2 separate regions of the Oryctolagus cuniculus genome follow, and region 2 is linked to region 1. Evidence: chromatin contacts called from public Micro-C data. All regions are on one chromosome and are shown on one strand. The core of a region is the stretch at or near the end of the contact, and the rest is flanking DNA. Distances in the headings are between cores, read along the strand shown.

Region 1 (5,136 bases), core at 1,051-3,550:
TACATGGAGCTTACTTTCCACGCTCACGAACTACATGTGAATCATTTCATTTCCCTCTGACTATTTCCCACACCAGGTTCACCAAACCACAGAACTTACTCAGCCTGCACTGACAGGGTAACTGTTTACTAAGGCGATTTATTACTCTATTTCTGGCATGTTTGCTTCTATGATCCAATTCGGTGACTCCCATAAGCCAGAAAAAGCTGGCTTCAAGTTAATGCAGGCAAAGGCACTGAACAGGTTGCCAGCACTAGGCTATACCAGAGTGCTTGGGAGAAGTTGTTCGGTTTGGTCCCAGTCTGAGCACACTGTAGATTGCAGATGTGTGACTACTTGTGATTGAAACGGATCCTTGCAGATATTATAGTATATGATTATTTGTGCTCAAAACAAAATTCAGCCTACCTCCCCTCTGACAGATATATGTAAATTAGAAACATAAAGACTATTCATCCAAGGGTCACACATATGTAAAAATATCGTCACAGATCTCTACCTCATTTCTAAAATCTCTCATCGGTTTCTTATTTCATGTCTATATTGATTTAAATCAGTATTTTTTAAAATCAGTATTTCAGTGTCAGTGTTACGAGATTCGTTATGGGACAGCAGACCTAATTCCACCTTACAAATCTTACTTCAAAAGGTCAGTGAACACGGCACTCATTTTACAACCACAGGCGTGTAGGAACAACTAGCTTCAAAAAAGGACTTCACTGTGCGCGTTTATTATTTATGGGCTGATTGTTCTATTTAGGGCTACAACAGCACTGAAACAACAACACGCTTTTGGCTGCAACGTTCCAAAAAAAGTCATTCAAAGCGTCCGCTTTTCCCAAGGACGCATATTTCAATTAATTTATTTTCACGACACCGATGCAGCAAACATACCCTCAACGCTTCTTTTGGTTTGAAAATATCAAATTACCTTTAACAGAAATTCTGCTAAAAATTGATTCAATTTTTTTTTCCTCAAGGCACTCTGAAATTTGGAGCTTAATGTCCCCAAAACTTTTTTTTCCCACGTTTTTGGATTTATTTTCTACATAAGCCTACAACTTTGTCCAAGTTTTTATGAACTTATCGGTCTCAGCTCGTGTGGAGGGAGGAAAGCAGACCTGAGGAAGGTTTTCTGGGTGGGTGTGTGTGTGTGTGTGTGTGTTTTCCGCCGTCAGTTTTTAGTCATTTCACACTCACGGAGTCCGCTCCCCCACCGCGGGGCGCGCCGCAAGCGCCACGGGTGCAGACCCACTTCCCCCAGAGCGCTGTCACCTTGCCAAGCGCGGGGAACTCGCGGGTTTTGCCGCGAACCTCGGGATCGCGACCTCCTCACGACAGCCCCGGCGGGCCAGGGGCGCGAGGTGACAGGCAAGTGGAGAAACCCACGCCACCGCTTCCTGAAACCGCTCGTGGGGCGCTGCCTCGGGGCCCGGGCTGAGCTCTCACTGACAAGCACAGCCCGGAAGCGGCCGGCGTGCTCGGCGAGGCAGCACCAGCCAGGCCCCGCACCCGCGGCGCCCTCCTAGCGCACGGCCGCCTGTGCGCCACCGACCCGACGCCTGGCCCTGCCCCGCCGCGTTGCAGACGCCTCGCCTCGGCCACCGCCGGGGAGTCCGGACCCCGCGCAGGGGCGCAGGCAAAGGACCCCCGGGCCCCTGCCTGCGGCCCTCGGGTGGGAAAGCACAGGCGACCGCCCACGCACCCCTCCCCCAGCGGGCGTCTTACCCGGACAGGAGTGCAGGGGCTTGGGGCGCACGACCAGCGACGGGCACACGGAGTAGAGCGAGAGTTTCTCAAAGTAGTCGCAGGTCTCCTTGGACAGGATCTCGTCGATCATGAAAGTCTTGTAGCGCCGCCTGGCTGCCTTCAGCTGGCCGGGCGAACTCAACCTCAGCTCGGCGTGGCAGTGCATGGTGAGCCGCGGCGAGCGCCCGCCGGCCCGAGCGCGGCTGCGAGGGCACGGGCCGGCCGGGGCCGCGGGGCTGGCGCGCCGGCGAGGGGCAGGGGGCCTGAGCCCCGCTCCTCAGCAGCCGGGCAGGCGGCGGGGGGCTGCGAGCGCCGAGGGCAGCGGGCACCGGGCGCGCCTCTCGCGCGACTACACACACCCGAAGACCAGCATCTTCGCAGAGCCTTTTGGGGACAAGGCGGCTGTCAATCAGCGCTCACTTCCTGCGGACCAGGTGCCGGGTGCTTTAGCCGAGGGGCGTCGGCGCCCACCCCGCCCCCGCCCGCCCGGGAGACCCGCGCGCCAACCTGCGCGCCGCGTGCCCCGCCGCCTCCCGGTGTCTCACACTCCCAGGCCGGCGTCTCTATTTTAAGACACCCAGCTTGGGCTCTCCTCCCCGCCCCCTCTCGGGACAGGCTCCAGGTGTGCGCAGGGCGTGCGCGCGCGCGCGTGTGTGTGTGTGTTGCGCGGCGGAGAGTGCGCACCGCCCCCGCTGGGGACCACGGCCCGGGGAAGTGCCCAGTGCGCACCTTCGCCCCATCTTGGGCCCACGTCTGCCCGCCGGCTCCCGACGCTTGCACAGCGGTGGGCTAGTGCGTGCGCCCAGGTCTTACTGGAAAGAAGTCGATTTTCGGCCAAGGCCCCTGGTGCTGCGGGCCCCAGCGCCCAAGCCGCTGCGAGCCCCTGTGTCTTTCTCCTTTCCCGCGTGGACTACGCCCGAGGACCACGGCTCCGTTGTCATCAGTTGGGAACCCCGCAGCCCTGGCCGACCTCGCATTTGCGCTGAGCTAGCAAACAGAAAGGCACCACCAAGATCCTACCCCATAAATGATCGTGGCCCCGGCCGTTATCCCTGCCATAAGCCACAAATTAGTAATAAAAGCGTGCGTTCTTTCCCGGTGTTTAAACTCTGGTTATAGCCCATTTTTCCGCTTCGGCAAGGGCCAGCACAGCGCGTTTCCAGGCTGCCCACGGGCCCTGGTGCAGTGGGCCCCACGCGAGCGGCTCCCAGCGCCGGGTACTCCCTGAATCTGAGCAGGTCCCTCGAGACGCGACAGGGCGTGGGCAGCCACGGAGACCCGTGTTTCCCGAGCAGTTTGACTTCTTCCCCTGAGCTCCTACTCTCTGAGTCTGTCCAATTCGTATCCGTGCGAACTTTCGTTTTCAATCGGAATTGTTGGGTGAGGGGCCCCCGCCAGGCCTCCGAGCCCGAGGGGGCTCAGCGCGCGGCAGTCGGCGGGCAGTGTCCGGGGCGCGCCCATTTCCACGACTTGTCTCGGGATTGGGGTGTTCAGGAGTGGAAGGAAAGCGAACGGAAGGGACAGACAGTGCGAACTAAAGACGGCCTTGGCCAGGGCTGCTGACGCCCGCTCCCCGCTCCCGACCTGGACGGGGCCCCGAGTCTTGCCGGGCTCCCCGAGGGGCCCCAGGTGGTCGCGGGAGCGAAGTGGCTGCGGCGCCTGAGCCGGTAGTTAAACTCGGAGGAGGGACACGCCTAGGGACTCACAATGCTGCACTTAAGAGCTATTAACAGGCCAATCAAGCCGAGCTTTAGACAGGGCCCGCTGTGCGTCTTGGAGGAACTCCCTTGCAGAAATGTGCGTGCGTGCCCGGGCTCCCCTCCCTCCTCTCTGTTTTAGATCGTTTTCCTTGATTCTTCTCCGCGGAGGCAGCTCGTTCGAGGGCCGCTGAGAACGACCGCCAGCGGCGCGCGTCCACTAGAAGAGACCCCGGGTAGCCGCAGCGGGCCCTGGCGCGCCCTTGCTGTCGCGGCGGAACCAGGCGGCCTGTCCTCTATCGGGTACGGCGCTGCGCGCAGCCGGGGCCCTGACGCCGGGACGAGCCGCCCAAAGGCTGTTCTGAGCGCGGAAGGAGCAGGGACCCCGCGCGCTACACACAATGACCTGGGTCCCTCCCAGGAGAGCTGCATTCGTTCCCAGGGCCACTCCGGGCGTGGAGTCGTCTTCGCCTCCGGGAAAGCGGAGTGCTGTGGGCAGCTTCCACCACGTCCCCCAGAGACTGTTTTGGGGAGGGTGACCCAAGTGCAGCGCCTACTAAGGGTCGGGCTTGGAGCGTCCGGAGCCCCGGACCGGAGCGCCGGCCCGGCGACAGAGATGCGGCGAGGGGCCGAGCCCCTGAGCGGGTGCTCACCGACAGCGCGCCGTGCGGGTTATCCTTGGGCCAGGTCCTCGCCCTGCCCTCCTGCTCCTCAATTTCTTTCTCACTCTCGAGCTATTCCAGTCTTTCCAGGACCACTCATTCCCTGCAGATCCCCTTTCCCCCAGTGTTCCTGCGCTTTTAGCCTGTTCTTTCCCGGGATTCCAGCTTCTCTCTTCTCTGTTCTGCCCTTCCTTCTCTTCTCCCCACAGTGCGTCCCTTTTCTTCTCTCCTCCTCTCCTCCCGCCCTGTCTCCCCAGCCCGGGTCCGGATCGCGCTGGTGCCGAGGCAGCAGGCTTGCAGTTACGCAGCCCAAGCCCCGCCGCCTCGCCTGCGCGCTCGCCTAACGGGCCGAGTCCCCCAGCCCTCTCCTCCCCGCTTCCCGCTCTCCCTCACAGTGGGTGTTGTAATCTGCGGTGTTTTAACAGCTGAAGACGTCAAACGCATTCCTACTCAGCTTGGATTTTGTGTCTTCGCTTCTTTGCCCCCAGAGGCAAGGGACCTCTGGTAGGGTTTGTGGGCACACACTCCCACGCGCAGGGGAGAGCAAGGGGTTCCAGGTTGCGCAGTCGGACGGTAGCTCTCTGTTGTTTATGACTTAAATGGAGCCTCAGTGCCTTCATCTGTAAACGGTAATCCCCATACCACCGTCACAGGTTGCCCTGTCATAATCCCAGCTCCTTCTCTCTCACTGGAAAGCCCTGCGCACCCCTTGCTCTTCCTCCTTAGAGGAAAACAAATTGAGCCCCACCTGAAAAGTCCCTCCCCTGGGAAGCGCTTCCCCATCCCAAGGCTGTCCCTCGCAACTCCTGGCTCTCGCGTGTCCATTGCATGTTTATTGCACCCTCCACGATGTGAAATGCCGTAAACATTAGTATCCGTCTAGTTTTCCAAATACCCACATAGCATCTGGGGCAGGACATGTGCCATGAACAAGCGGATACGCAAAAGCTGGAAAACTTAATTCGTATAAAGTACTTGGTGACGACAAATCTTACAACTTGTACCAAATGTGTACTTGTGTGCTTCTT
Region 2 (4,863 bases), core at 1,896-4,395, 300 kb before region 1:
AGTTTCCCAGGCAGATTGTCTGTAGGCTTGCTGGAGGGTTTCTTTTTCTTTTCTTCTTTTTTTGGTCCGGGCAGAGGGCATGAGGGCCAAGGCTGTCCCTTTCCGCTGAATAAATACCCAGAAGCAAATGGCCCTCATATGGCACTGCCTCTCTCTCTCCCCCGGGGGTCTCTGATGTCTGCCTGCCACCCTGGGTACCCGACTGACTTCTGTCAATTTCACCTCCTTTCTCCCTCCCCGCCCCCCCAGCCCCTCTTGGGCCACTGCGCAGGCCTGCACAGCATCGGTGCCCTGCTGAACCCAGCCTGCAAGAGAAGTGTCTGCCCCTGTGCCCGCAGGCGGAGGGAAGAGGACTGTCACCCCAGGGGACGCCCGGTTAGTGTTCCCCTGGGCGCCTTGGACACTCAGTCCTGGGTTTCATCTCCTGGCTCTGTCTTCAGCTTCTGAGTAGGCTCGCGTAAGCGGAGTGAGTTATGATGACACTTGTAGGTTAGGGCCTTGCTGATGGAACTTGGCCTGCTGAGTGTGGCTTCTGGGTGGAACCCTATGCGGACCCCAAATTTTATATTTTAAGATTTATTTATTTATCTGAAAAGCAGAATTACAGAGGGAGAGGAGAGAGAGAGGGAGAGACAGAAGTAGAAAGATCTTCTATCCATTGCTTCACCTCCCAAATGGACCTGATGGCTTGGGCTGGGCCAAGTGGAAGCCAGGAGCCAGGAATTTCATGTGAGTCTCTCATGTAGGTGCAGGGGCCCAAGCACTTGGGCCCTCATCTGATGCCTTCCCAGGCTCATGAGCAGGGAGCTGGCTTGGAAGCAGAGCAGTCGGGATTTGAACCAGTGCCCCGATATAGGATGCTAGTGTTGCAGGAGGCAGCCTAGTGTGCTGTGCCGCAGTGCCAGACCCAGACCCCAAACTTAAGAGTCCAGGGAGGGATGGGGATTGCGGTTCAGTGAGCTGCCACTCAGGACACCCACAGCCCGCATCAGAGCGCCGGCTAGAGTTCTGCCTCCTCTGCTTCTGATCCAGCTTCCTGTTAGTGCACCTGGAAGGCAGCAGACAATGGCTCAAGTCCTTGTATCCCAACCATCCACGTGGGAGACCTGGTTGGGGTCCTGGCTCCTGGCTTTGACCTGGTCTAGCCTGGGTTTTGTGTGCAGTTGGAGAATGAATCAGTGGATGGAAGATCTCTCTATGTCTCTATCACTCTGCCTTTCAAATAAATAAATAAAATCTTTAAAAATCCAAGAAACTTTTTTGAAGATTTATTTATTTATTTGAGAGGCAGAGTTACAGACACAGAAAGGGAGAGACAGAGAGAGATCTTGCATCCCCTGGTTCACTCCTCAAATGGCTGCAATGGCGGAGCTGGGCTGATCTGAAGCCAGGATCCAGGAGTTTCTCCAGGTCTCCTCCGTGGGTGCAGGGGCCTAAGCACTTGGGCCATCTTCCAGTGCTCTCCCAGGCCATAGCAGAGAGCTGGATCAGAGGTGGAGCAGCTAGGATTCAAACTTGGTGCCATGTGGGATGCCAGCTTAACGCACTGCGCCACAGTGGTGGCTCCCTCAAACAACTCTAAAAAGAGTTCATGGGAGTGGTCTGAGCAGCTTGTTACAGCTGCATGTGGCCAGCGGCTCTGAGTTAGGAGGTCTGGGGTGATGACCAGGAACCTGCATTTTAACAAGCACCCCTGGTGATTCCGGGGTGGAGCCTAGTTGGAGGGAATCCTTAAAGGCAACTGCATCAGAGGAGGCAGAGGAAGAAAAACAGCCTAAGACGCAGCAGGAGCAGAGGGAGAGCCTGGGAGTGACAGGGAAGCCATGCGATCGTGGGCTCTGGAACGCCCAGTGCATGGTGACTGGGTATGTGTGAAGGAGACCCCCCCACCCTCTGCAGTGGCCCAGGTCCGGATGTGAGGTGTGGGAGTGGGGGGGACCAGGGCGGCCTGAGTTTCCCGAGAGCAGTTTTGATTTCATCTGTTTTTACCCGCGTGGGTTCCACGTAAGACTGTCCTTGGAAAGTGGTCACTGCTACAGCAAGTTGGGAAAACAAAAAAACAAACCGCAATCCTAGCGACCAAGTCCCAGTGTCCGGAAACAGCTTAACCTCCTTGGGTAACTTTGGAGCAGTATTCCGTCTGGTCTGGATTGTCCCAGCTGTGAAAGCGGGAACTGTGGATGGCAGGAGCCCGGATCACTGGAACCAGGACCACTGCCTCCCAGGACCCGCAGGAGGAAGAAGCTGGAGTCAGGAGCCAGAGCAGGGATGCAAACTCAGATGCTCTGATAGGGCTCGCGGGCATCTGCCCTGCTCAGCTAGTTGCCCACTTTGGAATTTCTGAAAACACTCATGGGGGCTGGCACTGTGGCGTAGCAGGTTACACTGGCATTCCTTTTGGGTCTTGGTTCTAATTCTGGCTGCTCCACTTCTGGTCCAGCCCCCTGCTCATGTGCCTGGGAAAGCAGCAGAAGATGGCCCAAGTGCTTGGGCCCCTGCGCCCACGCGGGAAGCTCCAGGCTGCTGGCTTCAGCCTGGTCCAACCCTAAATGTTGCAGCCATTTGGGGTAAGAACCAGTGGATGGTAGCTCTTTCGCTCGCTCTCTCTCTCTCTCCCTGGGGGGCACTTATGAGTGGCAACATATTTGGAAGTTAAGTTAGGGACTTAATATGAATATACATGTGCATGGCGATCCCACTGCCGTCCGTAGATTTCTGTTTTTCTGAAGCCGTCTCAGGGGAATGAGGAGATTGCAAATGGAGTTCGGTCACCCCAAGCCACTTCTCAGGGGTGCCTCAGGATCTGAGGAGAAGCTGCGATGAAGTTTCGTTGAGGAAAAGACAGCGGCCTTGAGAGTGGCCGGGGCCAGGAGGACAGGCGGGGACAGAGCGCACTTGCCAGCAGCGTGGGGCGTCAGCCCCCAGAATGTTCTCGAAGCACCTGCCAGAGGGCGCTCCTCGCTCCCTCTCACCAGCTGTCCGCCGTTTATTAGTGGGCTCTCCGCAGCCAAGGGCGGGGCAGGCACACGGAGGCAGCGACCCCGCGGCGATGGCCACGCCGCCGTGCACCTCCCCAGGGTGTCACGGCGGCCGGCCCGACACCGCGGGCGCGCACGTGCGCGGGGCGCGCGCCCGGGCCGCGCCGGTGTTGCCGCCGTCGCCATGGAGACGGCAGCTGCCGCCGCGTCGCCTTTGAGTCCGCGCCGCCCGCCCGGGATCCATTTTGGAAGCATTTGTCCCCGCAGCGCCTGCTAATCTCCCTTGCGTTTGTAATGACTTTAGCGCCCCGCTTCTCGGCGCTGGCTGCGTTCCCACAGCTCGCTCGGCTCCGCGACCCCGGGTCCGCGGCGGGGGCGGCCCGGGGTCTGCGCGGACAGGGTGAGGAGGGGGCGCTGCCGTCTTCAAACGGGCGCTGGCTCCTGGACGCGGCCCCGGGACGGCCGGGCCGATTGAAGTGGCCCGGACTATGAAGCCCCGGCCTTTGAGGCGAGCCGCCCTGTCCGGGCCAAGAATAATTGAATGCATAGTTGATCTGGCGCACCAACAGCTGTAGAGCCGGGCGGTTTGGAGGGGATTAGGCGAGAGTGGGGAACGGATACTCCCGCCGGGGCTTCCAAATCCTCGGCCCGAATTCTACCAGCGGAGAGCACATGTTGAGACCCTGAGATGGCTTTTTAAGTCCGTTTCCCCCCTTTCCAAGCGACTCTGGTCAGGGCTTCCAAGAATTTTAAGTGGCTGAGGCAAGCGCCCTTGGGGTTCCTGCCGCTGGCTTCCTTTCAGTTCCCCCAAACCTTGCTTCATCCCAGACAGCTCGGGTTCACGTGCGCAGCCGGAGCGCGCTGGGAGGTGCCGAGGGCTGCTGCCGCCTCCCTCCCGAGGTCTACATTGCTGGCAGCTGTTGTAATGTCTACGTGCAGGGTTGGGGCCAAGTTCAGGTTAGGATGAAAGAGGAGTCCGGAGGGTGGCTGGATGGAGCCAGGACACTTGGGGACGCAAGGAACTCCCTTCTTGCGTGAGAAAAAGTTGGGGAAGAGAGACTCCAAATGGACCAAAAGTTTAAATCTTTTTTTTTAAAGAACAAATTCATGTAAGTATTAGGTGAAAACTTGGGAGTATTTCCGTGTTAAACCTTTTATAATGCTGCGATGGTAAGAGTTTCTGATGATGAGTCGAATTTCAGAAATCTCCCAAACCAGAGAAGATTGGTAAATTAATATCAAAACTTCTGCATGGCCAAAGCACCCTCTGCAAACACAAGAAACCGGATAAAACTATTCGCAACTCAGAAAATGGCTGATCTTCATAAAGAACTCAGGAATGCACATCAACAAAAGAGGGTTCATGGGACAGAAGACAGAGATGGCTCCCAAATGTATAAAAATGATGCTCAGTGTCAGTTATAATGGGAGCAATGCAAACTGAAACCACTCAGTGACACAATGTCTCACCTATCGGATTGGAAAAAAATCCAAAAGTTTGACAACACACTGGATCAGGCTATCATCTGTGAAGAAGTAGAACACTTTCACATTCATGATGGCAGGCAAAATGGAGAGCAATTTTGCAATATCTCAAAATTACAAAGATGTGACCAGGCCTCCCATGAGGGCTGAAGGGGCACTGGGATTTGGGCCATCTTCTGCTGCTTTCCCAAGCCGTAGCACAAAGCTGGATTGGAAGTCGAGTAGCTGGGATTCCAACCAATGCCTGTATGGGATGCCAGCACTGCAGGCGGCTGCTTTACCCACTGTGCCACAGCGCTGGCCCTGTTTTTTATTTTTATTTTATTTTTTATTTTTGACAGGCAGAGTGGACAATGAGAGAGAGAGACAGAGAGAAAGGTCTTCCTTTTTGCTGTTGGTT

What was found. A called contact is a pair of places that touch in the nucleus more often than the background predicts.
Region 2: a contact with region 1 is called in a Micro-C map of ear pinna, with 4 times the contacts expected there. The contact joins the enhancer-like site here to the promoter of BARX2 in region 1. A contact is called at or near these places in 4 of 6 Hi-C or Micro-C datasets (ear pinna, embryonic fibroblasts, psoas muscle and 1 more).

Annotation. Positions count from the first base shown.
Region 1 is chr1:123,322,340-123,327,475 of mOryCun1.1, reverse strand. It overlaps BARX2 (BARX homeobox 2), which reads right to left and starts at 2,300. Exons shown (of 4, transcript XM_008259259.4): 1 at 1,729-2,300. The coding sequence starts at 1,915.
Region 2 is chr1:123,622,938-123,627,800 of mOryCun1.1, reverse strand. No RefSeq gene overlaps it. Among named protein-coding and RNA genes, the nearest start is that of TMEM45B, 45 kb to the left of the region's middle. Within about 2 kb of position 3,145, at least 5 of the 8 cell types and tissues checked have an H3K27ac peak or open chromatin away from gene starts, as enhancers often do. A contact at or near this core is called in ear pinna, where this site is marked.